Regions from separate parts of the Mus musculus genome. Here all the other regions are linked to region 3. The links are chromatin contacts, called in public promoter capture Hi-C maps. All regions are on one chromosome and are shown on one strand. The core of a region is the stretch at or near the end of the contact, and the rest is flanking DNA. Distances in the headings are between cores, read along the strand shown.

What was found. Promoter capture Hi-C pulls out the DNA fragments that hold promoters and counts their contacts.
Region 1: a contact with region 3 is called in a promoter capture Hi-C map of pre-B cells, with 3 times the contacts expected there. The contact joins the promoter of Mrpl20 here to the promoter of A430005L14Rik in region 3. A contact is called at or near these places in 2 of 39 promoter capture datasets (cranial neural crest and pre-B cells).
Region 2: a contact with region 3 is called in a promoter capture Hi-C map of pre-B cells, with 3 times the contacts expected there. The contact joins the promoter of Gnb1 here to the promoter of A430005L14Rik in region 3.

What each region holds. Positions count from the first base shown.
Region 1 is chr4:155,801,566-155,804,265 of GRCm38.p6, forward strand. Mrpl20 (mitochondrial ribosomal protein L20) reads left to right here and starts at 1,313. Exons shown (of 5, transcript NM_025570.3): 1 at 1,313-1,530; 2 at 1,808-2,177; 3 at 2,268-2,378. The coding sequence starts at 2,091.
Region 2 is chr4:155,489,955-155,492,654 of GRCm38.p6, forward strand. It overlaps Gnb1 (guanine nucleotide binding protein (G protein), beta 1), which reads left to right and starts at 1,407. Exons shown (of 12, transcript NM_001160016.1): 1 at 1,407-1,626.
Region 3 is chr4:153,955,838-153,958,537 of GRCm38.p6, forward strand. A430005L14Rik (RIKEN cDNA A430005L14 gene) reads left to right here and starts at 1,400. Exons shown (of 4, transcript NM_175287.4): 1 at 1,400-1,485. The coding sequence starts at 1,471.

The sequences.
Region 1 (2,700 bases), core at 63-2,562, 1.8 Mb after region 3:
GTGGGAGGGATTTGTAAGGGTGGGACTGGGAGAAGGGGGTGCTGCAATTGGATGTAAAGTGAATACAAAAATAAATTATTGAAAAAAAAAAAGAAAAAACAAGAACCTACAAAAGAACATGAGAAACACTCAAAGACATAAAAACTCAAATTCAGAAACCATAATTGTTTAGTTTCAGATCCTGGGACAGGGAACTCAGGTACATATTTTACATATCAAAGCAGACCTGGCTTGCAGGTTCTCCCAGCATCCCTCAGTTCCTACCTGGCAAGGACACTCTGCCCCCAACCTTAAACTTTCCAGCCCAGGGACTGAGCTGCCCTTCCACCAAAGGCTCCTCCCTATGTAAGCCAGACATTTTGGCCAATCCTCCTCTCTCAATCCTTTGGGCCAAACCTACCTTTAAATGTTCTAATCTGACTTGAATTGGCTCATTTCACCTGTGAAGAAATAACCTATCATCATCAATAATATAAGCAAACGAACAGTAAAGTTAAAAAAAATTCCCAAACAAAACAATATGAGACCCCCCCAAAAAAAATCTCCCAAAATACCTTTGAATTTGTTTTCTGTTGGCCATCTGGACCTGGGGCCTGCCCTTAAGGTGTGGTTTGTAGTATACTATGTAAGACTCCCTGTGTAAGACTTTCCCTCAAGGAAAAACTAATTTTTCTTTTAGGAGCAGCTGGCAATTGGAGATAGCTTCTTGGTTGGGGATGAGAGTCCATGTCTACTTCCTCATCTGGGACCTGACAGACAAATGTTTTACTTTGTTGTTTTTTGAGACAGGGTTTCTCTGTGTAGCCCTGACTGTTCTGGGACTCATTCTGTAGACCAGGCTGGCCTTGAACTCAAGACATCCATCTCCCTCTGCCTCCTGAGTGGATCGAAGGCATGTGCCACCACCATCTGGCTTGGTGGCCAACTTTTTTTTTTTTTTTTTTTTTTGCTTTTCGAGACAGGGTTTCTCTGTGTAGCCCTGGCTGTCCTGGAACTCACTTTGTAGACCAGGCTGCCCTCGAACTCAAGAAATCTGCCTGCCTCTGCCTCCCAAGTGCTGGGATTAAAGGCGTTCGCCACCACCTCCCGGCGGTAGCCAACTTCTTACTCAGACCTTTACTCCAAGTAAAGCTGGTGAATAAGCTAAATTCTGCTGTTGTTTTCTTTCTTTCTTTCTTTTTCTTTTTTAAAAAGATTTATTATATCTAAGTACATTGTAGGTGTCTTCATACTCTCCAGAAGAGGGCGTCAGATCTAACTACGGATGGTTGTGAGCCACCACGTGGTTGCTGGGATTTGACTTTCGGAAGAGCTGTCAGTGCTCTTAACCCTCTCTCCAGCCCCAATTCTGCTGAGTTGACTGCGAGTCCCACTCCGACTGTCAGCTTCGCCTTCATCTCGGTAGAGCTTGTATCTCCCACAGCTCCAGGAGCTCAGCCCTCCACCCCCCGAAACTTGGCCTCTGTACCTGCGGGAGGTTGGGCTCCATCCCCAGGATACATCTTCAGGACAGTAGATACCTTTGTTCATGTGAGCCTTTGACTCAGACTAGCTGTCTTTGGAATGGGTTTACTTGATTTAATTTCCTTTACTTTCTTTTCCTTTTCTTAAACATACTGTTCACATGGCTATTCTTATTTATTTATTCATTTATTCATTCATTCATTTATTTATTTGGGCGTCAGATCTTGTTACAGATGGTTGTGAGCCACCATGTGGTTGCTGGGATTTGAACTCTAGAAGAGCAGTCGGGTGCTCTTACCCACTGAGCCATCTCACCAGCCCAATTTCTTTTACTTTCCTTTAGGGTCAACTGATGCCCACAGAAGAGCGGACCACCGAGTGTTCCTTGGCGGTTTCTGTAGATCTGATTTCCGTCCGGGACTGCTCGCCATCCCCGCCCGCGGGGCTTCCTCCAGTTTATGCTCTAACCATTCTCCCGCGTGCGGACGGTCTGGCACAACGGAACTGAGGGAGCGAGTCTAGAGGCGCCCCGGAAGACAGTGCTCGCACACATCCGGCAGGGCTGGCCTGTCTGACCGTTGACCCGGAAGCGCTTCTGGCAGCCGGTCGGGCTTCGGGAGCCCATCATGGTCTTCCTCACGACGCGGCTCTGGCTGCGGAACCGCCTCACCGATCGCTATTGGCGGGTTCAGGAGGTGCTGAAACACGCTCAGGTGAGTGCGCGAGTCGCGGCCCGAGGCGTGGGGCGGGGGTGGAGGGCCGCGCTGCCATCCCGACACCCTTCTCCCCTCTTCTTCATCCAGCATTTTCGGGGAAGGAAGAATCGCTGCTACCGCCTGGCCGTCAGGGCGGTGACCAGAGCCTTCGTTAAGTGTACGAAGGCCCGCAGACTTAAGAAGCGGAACCTGAGGACCGTAAGCCCGACCCCAACCCCCAGCTTGTCCTTCATCTCCCTAGAGCTAGGCTCTCTTCCAAACCGGCTTCGGGAGCTCAGCCCTCCATGCCCCCGGAGCTTAGCCTTCTGTAGCCGCAGGATGTTGACTTTCATTCCCGAGGAATTCCCTTTACATGTTTGGGCAAAAGTGGTTTTTTGTTTTGTTTTGTTTTGTTTTGTTTTGTTTTGTCATTTGTGAAAGCTGTACTTGTGCGCTGGGTTATAGTTCTTGTAAGTACTTATGAGCTAAGTCAACAGGGCCATAAGAAATGTCATTTCTGACCTTGACAGTAAGAACGTGT
Region 2 (2,700 bases), core at 157-2,656, 1.5 Mb after region 3:
ATCTGTGCAGAAGTGGTATCATCAAAGGTCTGGCCTTCACAAGTTCATGGAAGAGGCACTTGTGGGAAGTTGGAGTCACAAGGGACAGTGGAGAGAATGGTGAGAAGGAAGGACCCTGTACTTTTACTTGGAGAGAGTGGGATGATGGAGCTGTCAAGAACTTCAGGTAAAAAACAGTCACAAATGACAGAGTCAGGTCTCGAACAGATGGAGTGAAGGGCATAGAGTCCCAGGGGTCAGAGGCCCTAGGGTGAGATGATAGCAGTGGTGGATATATTTGAGGTAACTGGAACCAGGCTTCTTACTCTCAAAGCAGGTCACTCAATATGCAAGGAAGAGAATATGCAGTATTTTGGAGAGACCACACACTTACTGTGATCAAGAAAAAGATACGAATGCCCACATGACCATCTGCATGTACATATATGTATGTTCATGTAAATGTATGTTTTCCCTCAGGGTGCCTGCTCAGCAATGACACTTTTGTAGCAATGAATATCCAATACCTGGTTCCTCACTTCTACCCATCCACTAGCAGAAGCTAGGGCTCGTAAAATCAGGCGTCAGATCAGGGCTGGCACAGGGAAAGTATATGAGGAAACTGTCAGGACTGAACAATGACAGACACATTTCTATGGCCCGGCAGGAAGCGCCCAGGGCAGGGAGGGGGAAGTGTGCAGACCACTCAAAGGCTGTTTCAAGAAGGAATGGGCTTCAAGGAAAGGCTGCAAGGTGCACAGAAGCTAACAAGAAGGGAAGGTATCAAGTGTGAATCATGGAAAGGTCTCAGAGTCAGCGTGGTGGCCAGGCCCCCCAGAGAGTTGTGGCTCTTGTTTAAAAGAGGGTAGTGCAGGCCAAGAGGAAATAAGAGAGGTATTCACCTGGTTTTGGAAAGGGCAGAATGGGAGTGAAAAAGTCATTGTGGCAGGAGTCATATTAGTTGAAGATGGCTGGACAAATAGGCACGACGGACCAGACCGGATGGCATGTCTTAAAGATTCTGGTGGTTAATCTTGACATCTTTCCTGTCCCACCTGGCTATTCCTACCCCTCTACCCCCGCTGTCTAGAACCTGCTAGGCCGTTCACGCACGCACGCACGCCTTTCGGCCCTCCCGGGCTGGTCATTCAGGCAGGACACACCGCCCTCTGGCTTGGGGCACATGGCACAGGAGCCGACACCGTCAGGTCAGAGCCAGAGGCCACCGAGGCCGATAGGCTGCCAACGTCCCTGGAAGACCCTTGCGGGGTGTGTGGGGTGGTGGTGGGGTGGGGTGGGGGAAAAAAATCACGGGTCCTTTAAGCCTCTCGCGCACGCGCAGAGGGAAGGAGGGGCGGGGCGGAAAGAGCGGCACGCGCACGCCGCCCGTGCGCGGTGACGCGACGTGGGGTTTCCCGAGGCTGCGGGCAGGGGCCGCCGCGCCCATCCTGATGGCTGGAGGCGTCTGAGGGGCGGACGGCGACGGCGGCGGCGGCGGCGGCGGTGGCGGGCGCGGGCGGCGAGGGCAGCGGGGCTGGGACTGGAACAGCCGCCGCGCGGACCCGACCAGCCTCGCCGACTCCTGCCCGCAGGCCGCGAGCGCGACGACCAGGCGGCGGCGTGGGCGCCAGACCGGGCGAGGGCGAGGTGAGCGCGGCTGGGGTCTGTGAGCTGAGCCTGCCCCGCGCTGGGCCAGGCCCTGCGGCTCTTCTCGCTCGTGGGTCATCGGCCGCCGTCTTCATCCTGCTCTTCAGGGTTGGGTGGGCGATCCCCGGCGTGCCGGGTGGGCGGCAGGGCTGGGGTCTCGGGGTCCGGGGGGTGAGGGATGGGGCGGAGCCGCCTGGGCCGGGGCGCAGGCCCGGGCCGGGGTCTTAGGCTCAAGGCCGCGTCCGGGGTGCGGGCCCGGAGATGCGGCAACCTGGGTGGAGGTCCTGGGTTCAAGGCCAGATCTGGGATGGGTTCTGGGTTCAAGGCTGGATCCCGGATGCGGGACCTGATCTGTGGTCTTGGGTTCAAAGCCCGTGTCGGAATTCGGTTTCCAGACTCATTCATGTTCCTGGGGTCGAGGCTGTTGCGGGGGGCGGGGGGGTCTAGGGCCTGATGCGGGATCCCGGAGGTGGTCTTGAGTTTTAAGAAAGGGAACGGGATGCAGGGCTGGGGCTCGGGTCGTAGGTTCGAGCCTGGATGGCTTGCTAAGGTGGGGATGCCAGGAGAGCCGCAGGCGCTTCTTCTCGCGGCCGAGTCCCCGCGGGAACAAAAGCCGAGCTCTGCCCTCCGGACCGCGCCTTCCTGCGGGGCGTGGGACTCGGCCGGGCGCGCGGGGAGCGGACACGGGGCGAGTCTACTGGATTCGGCCATCAACCCCTGCCGGGTGCGGGCCTACGGCTACCAAGCTTCCCAGCTTCCTTCGCTGCCGGCCTTCCTGGCCCCAGGCACCCGTAAATGAATGGGCGCCGCGTCCGGTCGCCGCGACAAGATGGCGATACCCGCCTTTGTCAGCCAGGACCGCGCCGTCCGCTGCCGGGGCTGAAAACAAAGGCCGGCTCTGGTGGCCGGTGCAGAGGAAAAGGCGCCGGGCTCCTGGGTTCGCCTGATGCATCAGTGCTGGGAGGGGACGTCCTGCCCAGAGCACTCAGAGGGTGGCCTAGTCTTTCCGCGTCTCCTCCACAGCCTCGGGTTCCCCTGGGGAACTGCAGCTTGGCTTTTGACCTTTTGATACAT
Region 3 (2,700 bases), core at 150-2,649:
CAGGAAGGTGAGCAGAGGGCACCAGCATGCTGAAGCGGCAAGGTGCTTGGCTCCCTGCCCAAAGCCTAATCTCCCAGCAGCCTGATCCATCCATCTGTAATACTTAGAGGGGCTTTTCTAAAGACAGAGGAGCCTGTGCAGCTCTGCAGTGCAGACGGTATCTTTACATGCTTGTCTCCTTTTTATTGCACTGAAGAGAGGAGTGGGCTTGGAGAGAGGAGCAGGCTTGGAGAGAGAGAGGAGTGGGCTTGGAGAGAGCTGGTCAGGCAGAGCAGAGGACAAGGACTTCCAGGATGTAAGGGAAACCAAACCCTAGAGCAGTTTACTCTCTGGTCTCACCCTTAAGATGTCAAAACAGTGATGTCTGTCTGGTTCATTTTGTGAGTTCTGCGACCAGGGTTACCTGTCCAGGCTGTCCAGCAGGACCAGAGGCTGAGGCCAAAGGTTTCATGTGTATTTGAAGCTAATTATAATATTTATCATCATTATTATTGATGTGTTTATAAAAAGATAAAGACAGAAAGAATATGTCCTATAGGGGTGTGGTGAGGTTTAGAGGAAGGGAATGTCTCAGCGGGCCCATGCTGAGGCATCCCTTCCTCCTGAGGGAGCAGCCACACGATGGTATAGTATAGAATAGAGTTTATTCAAGGTAGACAGGAGTTAAGAGGGTAATTGAGGCAGAGAAAGGCAGAGAGAGGGAGAGAGTAGAGAAGTAGAGGCCAGCCATGGCTATGAGCACTTGGAGAGAGTGGAAAGGGAAGGGAATGGGGAAGGGGAGAGCAAGAGCAAGGAAGAGAAGCAAGAGGGAAGCAAGACTAAGAGAGGGAGGAGGGGACAAGCAGCCCCTATAAAAGTGGGTCAGGCCAGTTAACTGTGGGGAGGAGCATATTGTGGGTGGAGTTTAGACAGAATGCTAACAATTTGTTATTATATTTATTGAGATGGGGAGTAACTCGGGAGTGTCAGTAATTGTCAGAGGATACGTAGCAAGAGTCTCCTCTCTCTTCCCACCATAGAGTTCACACGTGGACTGTGAGGTGCCGGCAGATGGCAGAGCTAGGCCGGTCTAACGCCTCCCTCGGGGTGAAGGGGAACCCGAGCTGAAGGTGGCCTGAGACCCGAGAGCACAGGCCTGCAGCAAGGCAGCCGCCCTTCTCAAACATGGCGGCGACGGGGGTCCCAGGGATGTGCCCTTCCCAAACATGGCGGCCAAAACGGGCGGGCCTCCGCGCGAAGGAGACGTCCCTTTCCCAGCGTGGCGGGAACCTTGCCCAGCTTCCGGCGCTCCGCCCGCGGCTCGCCGTCCGTCGGGGAGGCGCGCGCTGCCCGCTCTGCACGCGGAGAGCACGTGACCTGGAGACGCCGGCCCCTGATTGGTGACGTGGCGATGACATCAGACGCCGCGCGCGCGCTCAGAGCCGCGCGATTGAGACTTGGCGGAGGAGCGTTAGGCCGGGGCGCTCACTCATGAGGAGCAGGAAGGTGAGGGGCCCCCGCAGGCGGGGTGCGCGCCGCCGAGCCGCACTCTCCCAGGGGAGCCGGCGGGGGGCGGGCGCCTCGAGCCCCGCCCCTGGGAGGGGAACCCGCACTCCAGGCACCTCCACCCGCCCCAGGCGCGGGGCTCCAGGCTCGCTCCCCGGGGTGAGGGCCACCGGGACCCGAGCTTTGCCCTCGGCCGTGCGGGCTACTGCCCGGGCTTCCTGGCCTCTCGCACTGCCCACAGATGGGCGTGCTGCAGCCGAGCGAGCTCAGCCAAGCCCCTGTGTCGTGTGTAACCTGGGCTGAGGGCGGGCAGTGGGACGGGAGCTAGGGTGACTGGGACCTAAACCCCGGCTGCAAAGGGTCTCTGGCCGAACGAGCATGGCAGGGACAGTGAGTCCCTTAGCCTGAAGTGTGTCTGCCCTGCACCGCTAGCCAAAGTCCAGGCTGACGTCCCTGCCTCTTGCGTTGCGCAGACGTTTGTGTGTAGCGAGGCTGACAATAACTGTTCCCCGTGTCAGTGGTCATGGTTGCTGCCCCTCCCTTGCATAAGGAGACTTTATTAAGGTTTAATAGTTCCCCGCTGTGTTTTTTACTTCTTTGCGCGCCTCGGTTCCAGTGAGACACAGAAGGGTCTAACTCTTGTGAGGTTCTCTCCCACTTTCCGTTAGCTGTCTGTTGACAGTGCAGCCTTGCAATCCTTACTTTACCCTTTGCAGCCACTTCCTCAGGCCAGCAAGGGCCCCTCGGACCCTCCCCCTTTGTTTGTTCCTGCCTGTTGCTAGCACGTGCCTCTTTTGCCTGTTCAGAGAAGTATGTTTAAGATAATTTTATGTTAGGGACTTTCCTTGGGGGTCGAGGGTGCCCTTTGTACCTGGATTACTGATTGGGTCCTTAGCTTCAGCTAGAACTCCCGGTGGTTCTAAAGCAACACCCCCTCCCCCCTCCACACACACACCCATTTGCATCTGGAAATTCCTTTATTCTCACCTTCATCTTAGAGGACAGGTTTTCTGGGTATGGATTTTCTTAGCTGGCATTTTGTTTCGTGCAGGTAGTGATCTCACCGTGGTTCACATACTGTTTCTGCAGAATAAGCAGTTGTTTTTTACTGGTACCTCCAGGATGAGAACTGCCCCGGGAGGTGGCCTGGCCATGTGTTTATTATCCTCTCCCTCCTGTGTCACAAACTTCCCAGTCACAGGTTATTGTTTTCAA